Regions from separate parts of the Sus scrofa genome. Here region 2 is linked to region 1. Evidence: chromatin contacts called from public Hi-C data. All regions are on one chromosome and are shown on one strand. Each heading gives the region's core, a stretch centred on a gene start, on an enhancer-like site or on the middle of the called end of the contact. The rest is flanking DNA. Distances are from core to core; before and after follow the strand shown. Region 1 holds the start of LOC110261323. Region 2 holds the start of ZNF134 (zinc finger protein 134).

What was found. Hi-C and Micro-C count contacts between places; a contact is called where the count stands out from the background.
Region 2: a contact with region 1 is called in a Hi-C map of skeletal muscle, with 9 times the contacts expected there. The contact joins the promoter of ZNF134 here to the promoter of LOC110261323 in region 1. A contact is called at or near these places in 9 of 47 Hi-C or Micro-C datasets (fetal heart ventricle, liver, mesenteric adipose tissue and 4 more).

What each region holds. Positions count from the first base shown.
Region 1 is chr6:62,045,845-62,051,788 of Sscrofa11.1, forward strand. It overlaps LOC110261323, which reads right to left and starts at 3,729. Exons shown (of 3, transcript XM_021097335.1): 1 at 1,485-3,729; 2 at 727-1,191. The coding sequence starts at 3,019. The coding sequence ends at 1,688.
Region 2 is chr6:62,079,286-62,085,002 of Sscrofa11.1, forward strand. ZNF134 (zinc finger protein 134) reads left to right here and starts at 3,525. Exons shown (of 3, transcript XM_021097342.1): 1 at 3,525-3,655. The coding sequence starts at 3,623.

The DNA.
Region 1 (5,944 bases), core at 2,479-4,978:
CCTGTTGCCTCTCTACACCTATAGTCTCCTCTCCAAGCAGCCAATGATGAGACCTGGGTCACATCACTTTTCTTCTCTGTCCCAAACCTCCTATTTGTCTCATCACCTCCAGAAGAGATCCCCAACTTCTCATGGAGCCATTTCTAGCCTTACACCTTCCCACCTGCCCTCAGCTTGCCTTTCTTTCTCATAAGAATGGAGAGCTCGGGAGTTCCCATTGCGGCTCATCAGAAAAAAATCTTACTAGTATCCATGAGGACGCAGGTTCAATCCTGGGCCTTACTCAGTGGGTTAAGGATCTGGCATTGCCGTGAGCCGTGGTGTAGGTCACAGACACTGCTCGGATCTGGCGTTGCTGTGGCTGTGGTGTAGGCCAGGAGCTACAGCTTCAATTCAACCTCTAGCCTGGGAACCTCCATATGCCTCAGGTGTGGCTTTAAAAAGACATAAATAAATACATAGGGAGAACTACAATTCTTGAACTGAGTCTCACCTCCAAGAATTAGCACATTCTGGAACCTATGTCTGGAACAAGTTTTTACACCAAATTGCATTGGTTGCCAGAAATAGGAACTCTCCTTTTCACCTCTAGTCTGGCTTTACAACCCTGGGCTTGTGGTTTCTTCAGGGTCCTCAGGCCCATGGACTGGAAGAATCCCAGGACACAATCCCTGAGACAAAGGGTGGGGTCAGGACCACTGAGGGCCCCAAATATCCTCCACTCACCTCTGTACGGTCCATAAGCACCTCTGTAGTCATGGGAGTCTATGGGAAGAAGGAGGTCATTAGAGGGATATAACCACGGCAGCCTCAATGGTCTCTGGCCTCCAGGTATCCTTCTGCAGCCCTGGAACAAGATGATGGCAGGACTGCCTTAACTTTGAGTCTCGGTCCTTCCTGCATTTATAGGTGTGTGACCTTGGACCGACTCAACCGCCCGCCCCTCGGTGCTTTTCATCACCTTTTGTCTGTTCTTGCTCTGAGCAACTTCTGGAGAACTTGAAAAGCCTTACTCACATCATGTGCCTCTTTTGTGCACAGGACTCCACAGCTTCTACCGTCCTGAGATTAAAACTCCTCGTTGAAGTTCCGTCGTGAAGCAGTGGTTAACGAATCTGACTGGGAACCATGAGGTTGCGGGTTCCATCCCTGGCCTTGCTCGGCGGGTTAAGGATCTGGCATTGCTGTGACCTGTGGTGTAGGTTGCAGACGCGGCTCGGATCTGGCGTTGCTGTGGCTCTGGTGTAGGCCGGTGGCTACAGCTCCGATTCGACCCCTAGCCTGGGAACCTTCATATGCCGCAGGAGTGGCTCTAGAAAAGGCAAAAACAAACAAACCTCCTCGCTTTGCCATTCCAGGCTGAACGATTCTGGCTCAATATCCCCTCCACGACTTTACGTAAGCTGGTCCCTCTGCCAGTAGCACTCTCCTACACCTCACCACCCTGGTGTTCAGGTATGGACACTCGCCCAAGAGATCCTTACCGATCTGGACACAGGGAGCAATACGGAGCAGGCGCCTCGCCCTCGGGGCTTTAGCGTCTGCTGGGGCGAGGGCAGTGAAGGCCCAGAGGACGAGTTTTTGCTTGAGCCGGGTCACTCAGCACCGCCGCCGCCAACCGAGTCTGTGGGAGGAGCGGGGTGTGACGGGGTGGGCGACCGAGACTGAGCTCGGGTACAGTCGCCGTTCACCGCCGCGGCTCTGCAGACGAGCCGTTGTGCAGTGGGGACAACCTTTCCTCCAGCGCCTCCTCGCTGCGGTCGCCTCGAGGCTGACTCCGCGCTCCGACAGGACTCAGATCGCTGCTGGACCCCGGAGCAAAGGGACGGCGCCCCCAGCGGAGCGGGAAGTCCCGCCCACACCGTCTCGTTCCCGCGCGGAAACGCCCTTGCAAGTCCTTGGCCACGCCGCGTGGGCGGGTGCGGGGCATTGTGGGTGATGTAGTTCTCGCGGCCCCGCCCGCCGCCGGGGAGGGCCCGTCCCGCCAGGACCTGGAGTCCTGGAAGCCGTGGCAGCAGCGGGGGTCCAGGCAGCGGTCTGCCCTGGCGGCCGGTACGGAGGTGGTCCGGGAAGGGGCGGGTGCGGGGTCGGCGACGGTCCCGCTGGGGTCCGGTGCGGGCTCTGCCGTCGGAGACCAGGCGGACGCACGTGGGCGCGGGCTAGAGGGGCGGTCTCCCCCGCGCGCGGGTAGGGGGACGACAGGGACGGCACTTTTGAAGAAAGGCGCTGAGTCCCCTCCCCGGAACTCCCACCCACCCGAGAACGGGCTCCCGACGTGCCCGGCTCGGGGGTGGCAGGTGTGTCTGCGCCTGGAAAGGTCGGGATTTGGCTTTGAAGACGAAAGGTTGAGAATCCGCCGTCCCTGGATGGCAGCGCGGACGTGTGGTCGGCGCCCCGGGTCCGCACCTGACCTCTGTGCGGAGAGGGAGTGAGGACCGGCGGTGGGGAAGTTGTCCCTAGAGCGCAGAGGGGCCGAGGGAGACCTTCCGGGAACTCCGGCTTGACTCTGTCCGGGAAGACCCAGCAGCATCCGTCCGCCGGGTCTGGGGGCCCTCGCGCGTCCCCGCAGCTCCCTGCTCTTCCACCGGGAAAGTGCTCCGGGCACCTTGCGGCCTGGTGGCTGCACGCGGAAGTCGGAATTCGGCCCCTGAGTGCAAAGGAGGAACTCAAACTCTGGGTCAAGGGATGGAGACTCAGTCGGGAGGGGAGTGGCCTCAAAGACCTCCCCGGAGGAGTTCCCGTCCTGGCTCAGCGGAGTCTGACTAAGGTCCATGAGAACGCGGGTTCGATCCCTGGCCTCGCTCAGTGGGCTGGGTATCGGGCCTTGCAGTGAGATGGGGTGTAGGTCGCCCACCGCATAACACCCCGCTCCTCCCACAGACTTGGATGGCGGCGGCGGCGCTGAATGACCCGGCTCAGGTAAAAGCTCGAACCCTGGGATTGGATCTGGCGTGGCCGTGGCTGTGGTGTAGGCCCGTGGCTGCAGCTCCGATTGGACCCCTCGCCTGGGAACCTCCATATGCCGCACCTGCGGCTCTAAACATAAAAATAAGGTCTCCGCCGCCCCCTGAGCTTCCCTGTTGTCTGCCTTAGTCGCTGTCAGCCCACAGGCATGGAGCACTGTGGGGTCTGGGCTTCCAGCCTGTCCCTCCTGCCACAACCACTGTGGTGTCGCTGTCCTCGGCAAGATGCCACCTCAGGGTCACACTCGGCTTCGCCGCCTTGAAGCGCATCTGATCGTGGAGGAAAATAACTAACCAGGTTCCAGGTTCCCTCGGGAAGGCGGGAGCAGGGCGTCACTGCCCCCCAGCGTGCAGCGCAGGGAGGAACCTAGACCAGCCTGGGCTCGGTTCCGTCTGAAGGAGGTCCCTCCGTGGACGGGGTTGGCTGTCAGCGGTCTCCCCCTCGCCCCACTCATCCCCCTCCCCCGCCTCACGCGCATGTCTTCCCGGAGTCGTGGTGTCTGGAAAACAAACGCATTTTAGTGGTGGGTTCTGTTGAAACATCACTCCTTCAGTGATTAAAAGAGAGTTGTTACCTACTTGAAGAGAATTCAGAGAGTAAGAAACCCTTATGGGGGAGTTCCCTTTGTAGCTCACCGGTTTAAAGACCCCATTTTTTTCTGTGAGGATGTGGGTTCCATTGCCGGCCATGTTCTTTGGGGTAAAGATGAAACACATAGAAGAAGAAGGAGAAGAAGAAGAAGAAGAAGAAGAAGAAGAAGAAGAAGAAGAAGAAGAAGAAGAAAGGAAACAGAAAATCAAACAACACAGAAGCAAATAAAAATTATCTCAAATCCTAAAAAAAAAAAACAAAAAAAAAAAAAAAAAACAAAAAAAAAAAAGCAAAACCCACATTGTAGCCAGCTGTGGCTGAGGTCTAGTGTTACTGCTGTCACAGTGGCTGTGGCATAGGCCTCAGCTGTAGCTTGGATTGGACCCCTAACCCAGAAACTTCCATATGCTCCAGGTGCCACAGGAAAAAGGGAAAGGAAAGAAAGAGGAGTTCCCGTCGTGGCTCAGTGGTTAACGAATCCGACTAGGAACAATGAGGTTGCAGATTCGATCCCTGGCCTCACTCTGGGTAAAGGATCCGGCGTTGCCGTGAGCTGTGATGTAGGTCGCAGACACAGCTCGGATATGGTGTTGCTGTGGCTGTGATGTAGGCCGGCGGCTACAGCTCTGATTCGGCCCCTAGCCTGGGAACCTCCATATGCCACGGGTGCGGCCCTAGAAAAGACAACAACAACAACAGCAACGCACGAAAGAAAACCCTTATGTGAAAGTAAGACACCCAGCCTGAGGATCACCGCTGCTCTTGTTTCCTCCAGGCCCCTCTGCCAGCTGCTGCAGTGCTGCCTGACCAGGGCAGACACATGGCTTAGAGCATGCTCTTACTCCTTTTTTTTTTTTTTTTTTTTTTTTTGTCTTTTTGCTGCTTCTTTGGGCCACTCCCGTGGCATATGGAGATTCCCAGGCTAGGGGTCCAATCGGAGCTGTAGCTGCCAGCCTACGCCAGAGCCACAGCAACGCGGGATCCGAGCTGCGTCTGCAACGTACACCACAGCTCACAGCAACGCCGGATCATTAACCCACTGAGCAAGGGCAGGGACCGAACCCGCAACCTCATGGTTTCTAGTCGGATTCGTTAACCACTGCGCCACGACGGGAACTCCCATGCTCTTACTCCTAAATGAAGCGTTTTGGGGGTCTCCACTGACCATCTAGGTGTTCGGGGAGGTGCGCCCCCTCTGGCAGGTCAGGATTCTGATACTGCTGCTCGGTGCAGCCTGTGCACCCTCTGCCCGTTCTCAGCCCTGGCAGAAGTTCTCTGTGCATCCCTGTGACGTCTCACCCCGAACACACAACTTAGTTTCCCTCCAGACACCCTGGTGACCCCATGAAGATTTCTGAGACCTCTTCAATGCTCATATCCCATTTTCTGTCAGCCCCACACAGGAATTCAAGCCGCCTCCTCCGTCCTGAGCTCTGCCTACACGGAAATCCACAAGTATGGTATGAAACTTCCACATAGTTTAAAGGCTGGACGAAATCTTTTTTTTTTTTTTTTGTCTTTTGTTGTTGTTGTTGTTGTTGTTGTTGCTATTTCTTGGGCCGCTCCCGCGGCATATGGAGGTTCCCAGGCTAGGGGTTGAATCGGAGCTGTAGCCACCGGCCTACGCCAGAGCCACAGCAACGCAGGATCCGAGCCGCGTCTGCAACCTACACCACAGCTCACGGCAACGCCGGATCGTTAACCCACTGAGCAAGGGCAGGGACCGAACCCGCAACCTCATGGTTCCTAGTCGGATTTGTTAACCACTGTGCCACGACGGGAACTCCCCCCTTTTTTTTTTTTCTTTTTTTTTTTCTTTTTTGTCTTTTGGTCTGTTGTTGTTGTTGTTGTTGTTGCTGCTATTTCTTGGGCCGCTCCCGCGGCATATGGAGGTTCCCAGGCTAGGGGTTGAATCGGAGCTGCAGCCACCGGCCTACGCCAGAGCCACAGCAACGAGGGATCCGAGCCGCGTCTGCAAGCTACACCACAGCTGAGCAAGGCCAGGGACCAAACCCGCAACCTCATGGTTCCTAGTCGGATTCGTTAACCACTGCGCCACAACAGGAACTCCTGGACGAAATCTTTTTTTTTTTTTTTTTTTTTTTTTTGGTCTTTTTGTCTTTTTTGTTGTTGTTGCTATTTCTTGGGCCGCTCCTGCGGCATATGGAGGTTCCCAGGCTAGGGGTTGAATCGGAGCTGTAGCCACCGGCCTACGCCAGAGCCACAGCAAGGCAGGATCCGAGCCGCGTCTGCAACCTACACCACAGCTCACGGCAACGCGGGATCGTTAACCCACTGAGCAAGGGCAGGGACTGAACCCGCAACCTCATGGTTCCTAGTCGGATTCGTTAACCACTGCGCCACGACGGGAACTCCATGGACGAAATCT
Region 2 (5,717 bases), core at 2,275-4,774, 33 kb after region 1:
GTTTATGTTCACGATAAAATTGAAAGGAAGGTACAGAGATTCCCTATCTATCTCCTGGCTTTACACATGCGTAGTCTCCCCCATTAGCAGCATCACTCACCAGAATGGTACATTTTTTTTTTTTTTTTTTTTACCAAAGATGTAACTACCTTGATACAGCAGAATCATGCAATGTCGTTAGTTTTCCTTAGGTTTCACTCATGACGTTATAAATTCTGTTGGTAAAGACAAATTGGTCATGACTACATCGTTCATTATAATATCATACAGCATATTTTTACTGCCCTAAAATTCATCTATGGGGTGCCTATTCATACTTCCCCACTCCTCTCCACTCTTGGCAACCACTGTTCTTTTTATTGTCGCCATAGTTTTAAGCCGTTTCCGGAATGTTTTATCCTTGGAATCACCCAGTAAGTTACCTTTTTAGATTGGCTTCTTTCACTTACTAATATGCATTTAAGGTTCATCTGTGTCTTGATAGTTCAACTCATTTTCATACTGAACAACATTACACTACCTGCAGGTACCACGGTTTATTTATCACATACTTCTTTGTATCTGTGGAGCTGTCATTCATCCGGCTTCACCTTAAATCACTATCCCATAGGTATGTGATGGCTACTGCCCAGTGGGAAATAGGGCTTCTCTTCCTCACTCAAATGGGACGTGGGATTCTTGGAAACTTCTCCCTCCTTTATGTTTATAACTTCCCACTTTTCAAGGGACGTAAGGTGAGACCCACAGACTTGATTCTCAGCCAACTGGCCTTAGCCAACTCCTTCGTGCTTTTTTCCAGAGGGGTCCCCCATACAATAGCAGCTTTTGGATCAAAACATTTCCTGAACGAGCCGGGATGCAAGTTTCTCTTTTATTTCCACAGAGTGGCCAGAGGGGTTTCCTTCACAATGACTGCCCTCCTCAGTGTCTTTCAGACCATTAAGCTTTGCCCCCGGTTCTCTAGGTGGATGGAGCTCAAAATGAGATCCCCAGCGTGCATTGGTTTTTGCTGTTCCCTTTGCTGGGTCCTGCATCTCTTGGTAAATAGTGTGGTTCCTGTCAACATGATTGGCCCAAAGCACAGCAAAAACACGAGTGTGAAAATAAATTACGAATATTGTTCCTCTCTGAATGCTGACAGAACTGTGAAGTTTGTCATTGGAGTCATATTCTTCACAGTTGACTTTGTGTGTTTAGGCCTCATGGTCTGTGCTAGTGGCTCCTTGGTCGTTTTCCTGCACAGGCACAAGCAGCGAGTCCAGCACATTCCCAGCAACAGCTGATCTTCCCGATCTTCTGCTGAGGCGAGAGCCACAGGTACCATCTTGATCCTCGTGGGCTCCGTTTTCTCCTTTTACTGTCTTCTCTCTTGTCTGTTTGGATGACGCTATGTGTTATTCCAGGCCAGTGGCTGGTGGATACCTCTATGTTTTTGTCTTCATGTTTCCCAGCATTCAGCCCCTTTGTGCTCATTTGCAGTGATATTTGTGTCACGCGGTTTTTCCTGCTGGACAAGGGAAACATTTTTCCTAACTTGATTGTGACCAGATGAGTGTCTTCTCTACAGGAAATTTATCCATTTCTTCTACTGTCAGATTCTTGATAGAAATTTCTTACTGTATGTAGAATGGGATAGTTAGGTCCTGGAAATCATAATCCTATAAGAAGCCCTATTTTTACACTATGTATTCCTAATGCAAATATGATGCTGTTTTAGCTTCATCAGTGGAACTGTTCATGACATTTTGAAATAGTGTAACAGCAGAAAGTTTAGGGGTTTGGCAATTTGGAGAAAATCTCTCAGTTTAGGCACTTTTCGTATGTGTATGTACATAGTGGTAAATGCTATGCAATATTAAATTTGTCTTTTCAGTCATTTAAGTGTACATTTCAATCACATTAAGTACATTTGCAATGTTGTGCTTCTGCCACCACTATTTCTAAAGTTTTTTTATAAAGTCAAGCATCAGTTATGCCACAGGAGGACTGTGGTGTGTTTCAACAAAAACAGCCCAAATCCAAACTGAGGAAGCCCCCATATTTTATTATACATAATACAAATAACCACACAGGTACTTGCTGTCAACACTTTGAGTCATTGAATTTCAAGGAACAGCCACAGTACACACACATCTCAGAAAAAGCAATACTTGGAGTTCCTGTCGTGCTGCAGTGGTTAACAAATCCAACTAGGAACCATGAGGTTGTGGGTTTGATCCCTGCCTTTGCTCAGTAGGTTAAGGATCCAGCATTGCCATGAGCTGTGGTGTAGGTCGATGATGTGGCTTGGATCCCAAGTAGCTGTGGCTCTGGCGTAGGCCAGTGGCTATAGCTCCAATTAGACCCCTAGCCTGGGAACCTCCATATGCTTCGGGAGTGGCCCCAGAAAAGGAAAACAAAACAAAACAAAACTTTGCTTGGATTTCCCGTCGTGACACAGCAGAAACAAATCCGACTGGAACCATGAGGTTGCAGGTTCAATCCCTGGCCTTGCTCAGTGGGTTAAGGATCCAGCATTGCCATGAGCTGGGGTGTAGGTCGCAGACGCGGCTTGGATCCCGTGTTGCTGTGGCGTAGGCCGGTAGCTGCAGCTCCGATTGGACCCCTAGCCTGGGAACCTCCATGTGCCACGGGTGTGGCCCTAAAAACACAAAAGGCAAAAAATAAAAAATAAAGACTTTGCTTGCTTGCTGCCTGTGTGTTCGTGGAGTTCATTCATGGACTGCCGTAAACAAGAACCTAGGTTCCGGTATCATCTTTCTGGTATCAACCTGACTCTGCTTGATTAGCTAGCATGGGATTGAGGTCAGAAGAGAATAGTTTTGGATAGAGAGATTAAGCATAAATTCAATAGGAGGTCTCAGTTTTAGGGGGACTTTGTTGTCACAGACACTGCTGATACCAGAAAGATGATACCGGAATCATCCGTGTTCTTGCGTGCGCAAAGAATGAACTCCGCGAACACACAGGCAGCAAGCAAGCAGTCCTTTTTTTGGGGGGGGGGGCTCCCTCGGCATAGGGAGGTTCCCAGGCTAGGGGTCGAATTGGAGCTGTAGCCACCGGCCTGCACCAGAGCCACAGCAACCCTGGATCTAAGCTGCGTCTGCGACCTACACCACAGCTCAAGGCAACGTCGGGTCCCTAACCCACTGAGCGAGGCCAGGGATCGAACCTGTAACCTCATGGTTGCAAGTCAGATTCGTTTCCTCCGCGCCACAAGGGAACTCCTCTCGTAACTTCTTCGCACAGGTGCCACCTTTCTCCGAGGTCCTGGTAAGTGGCGCCTTGCGCTTGGGCTCAAAGACGTGGGGACTATATTACCCAGAGGGCTCTGCGCAGGGCGTCTTCGGCATTGAGCCAATGAGAGTTTGGAAGAAGTGGGTTTCCGTAATGTGCGCACCTACTTGGGGCGGGACTTCCGGCGTCTCCCTCGTGGCGGTTGATTTGTCGGCGTTTCGTCTCACGTTCTGGAGAATAGAGTCAAGACTGAGAAGGTCCAAGAGGAGGTGCCGTCCGCGCTGCACTGAGACGCCGCCCGGGTGCTCCATTCCAGCCCCGGCAAAGAGACCGCCGTGCCCGCGTCCCGCCACCGCTCCTGGCCCCGCTCCGCCCAGAGTGTCCGATGGCGGCCGCGGCGCTTTGGGACCCGCCTCGGGTAAATGCTCGACCTCCGGGCCCTCACCCCACCCACCCGTGCCTAAAAGCGCCAGTGCGGGTCGCCTGCTCACGTGCCTGCAGCCCAGGCCCCGGTGTCCAAGACAGCGAGGCCTTCATGGGTCGGGTTTTTTTTTCTGACGGATTTGTGGTGGCGCGTGGGAGAGGGTTACAGGTGGAGGGGCCGGCAGGTGTAAGGACTTGGGGGTGCAAATGAGGCGGGAGGATTCGGGAACTCCGAGGTCTGCCTTAATGTGTTCAGGGAACAGAGAATGTGAGGCAGAGTCGCGCTTGGATGCCGGGCTGCCATTTTCAGGTGGCCCAGTCTCCTGTCTTTCCCATGGGAACAGAGCAAGGGGGCAAGACTCAGGACTGGAATGGCTCTCTGAGAAGTTGAGTGTCTTTTTTTTTTTTTTTTAGAAGTTGAGTGTCTTTTCTGTAGGTGATCTGTCCCAGCTCTTATCAGGCTCCCTGTGACTGCAGTGTGGAGAACTGAATGGGAGGTGTGAGGAAGGAGTTAGGAAGAACAGAGAGAAAGCTACTGCTATAGTCCCGATGAGTGTGGTGGCCTTGGAGGTGGTAGAAATGGTTGGATTCTGGATCTTCGTTCTTTCTTTTCTTTTTTTTTTTTAAAAGTAAATCTGCTCTGATTTTCTGATTTGGAATGTGAGATACAAACGTAGAAGTCACGGGAGTTCCCATCGTGGCTCAGCGGTAACAAATCCTACTAGTATCCATGAGGATGGGGGTTCCGTCCCTGGCCTCGCTCTATGGGTTAAGGATCTGCTGTTGCTGTGAGCTGTGGTGTAGGTTGCAGACACGGCTGGGATCCTGCGTGGCTGTGGCTGTGGCATAGGCCGGTGGCTACAGCTCTGATTGGACCCCTAGCCTGGGAACCTCCATATGCCTCGGACTTGCTTCTAAAACGCAAAAAAAAAAAAAAAAGTAAATAAATAAACTTTTTTTTTTTTTTTTTGGTCTTTTTAGGGCCCCACTCACAACATATGGAGGTTCCCAGGATGGGGGTCAAATCGGAGCTACAGCTGCTGGCCTGTGCCACAGCCACAGCTACGCAGGATCCAAGCTACATCTGCAACCTACACCATAGCTCCTGGCAACGCCAGAACCTTAACCCACGGAGCAAGGCTATGGATCGAACCTGAAACATGGTTCCTAGTTGGATTCGTTTCTGCCATGCCACACCGGGAACTCCAATAAATAAATGGAGCTTTTTTAAAAAAGGAAAAGGTACAAGTCATAGTTGATTGCAAGTTTTGGGGGTTTAGCAGTGAGAGGGATTGAAGTTCCATGAAATGGGATAATGGGATATGGAATTTGGTCATAACTATTAATTTTCAATCAGGGTATTAGGATTTTTTTTTTTTTTTTTTTTTTTGACCATAGTGTATGAGATGTTTCAGAGAACTAATGAGTAGAGTTATTAAGTGGGCAGCTGGGCACACAGGTCTAGGTCTCTGGGAGGGGTTTCAGTATAGAGACATCTGCAGAAGGTGGGGAAACTGAGTGTCTTACTTGGACAGCTAAAACAAAACACTTCGCTTTCTTACAGTTCTAGAAGCTGAGGAGTCCAAAACAAAGTGCTGGCAGATTGGATTCCTAGACAGGGAGTCTCTTCCTGCCTTGCAGTTGGTTCCCTTTTTACTGCATCCTCGCTTAGCTTTTTCTTGGTACAGGCGGGTGGAGGGAACAAGAGACATCTATCTTCCTCTTCGTGTAAAGTGTCCCTTCTCATGACCTCATCTGAACCTGGCTACTTCCCAAAGGCCCTACCTCCAGATACCATCACATTGAGGATTCAGGCTTCAATGTGTCCATTTTGGGAGGCTGCATACGTTGAGTCCATAACACTGTGAGTCACATTTAGTGGCAATGATCTTGGTCATGATGATGTTACTAATAGCCCAGGGAGAGAAGAGGGGGCTTTGAGGGCTTGGCCTCCTGCTTAGGTGGAGGATGAGACATCACAAACCGCAGGTGAAGGAGATACGTGGCCATGGGAGCGGTGTGGGAGGGAGGGTGGCGGCAGGTGATGTAGGCTTCTC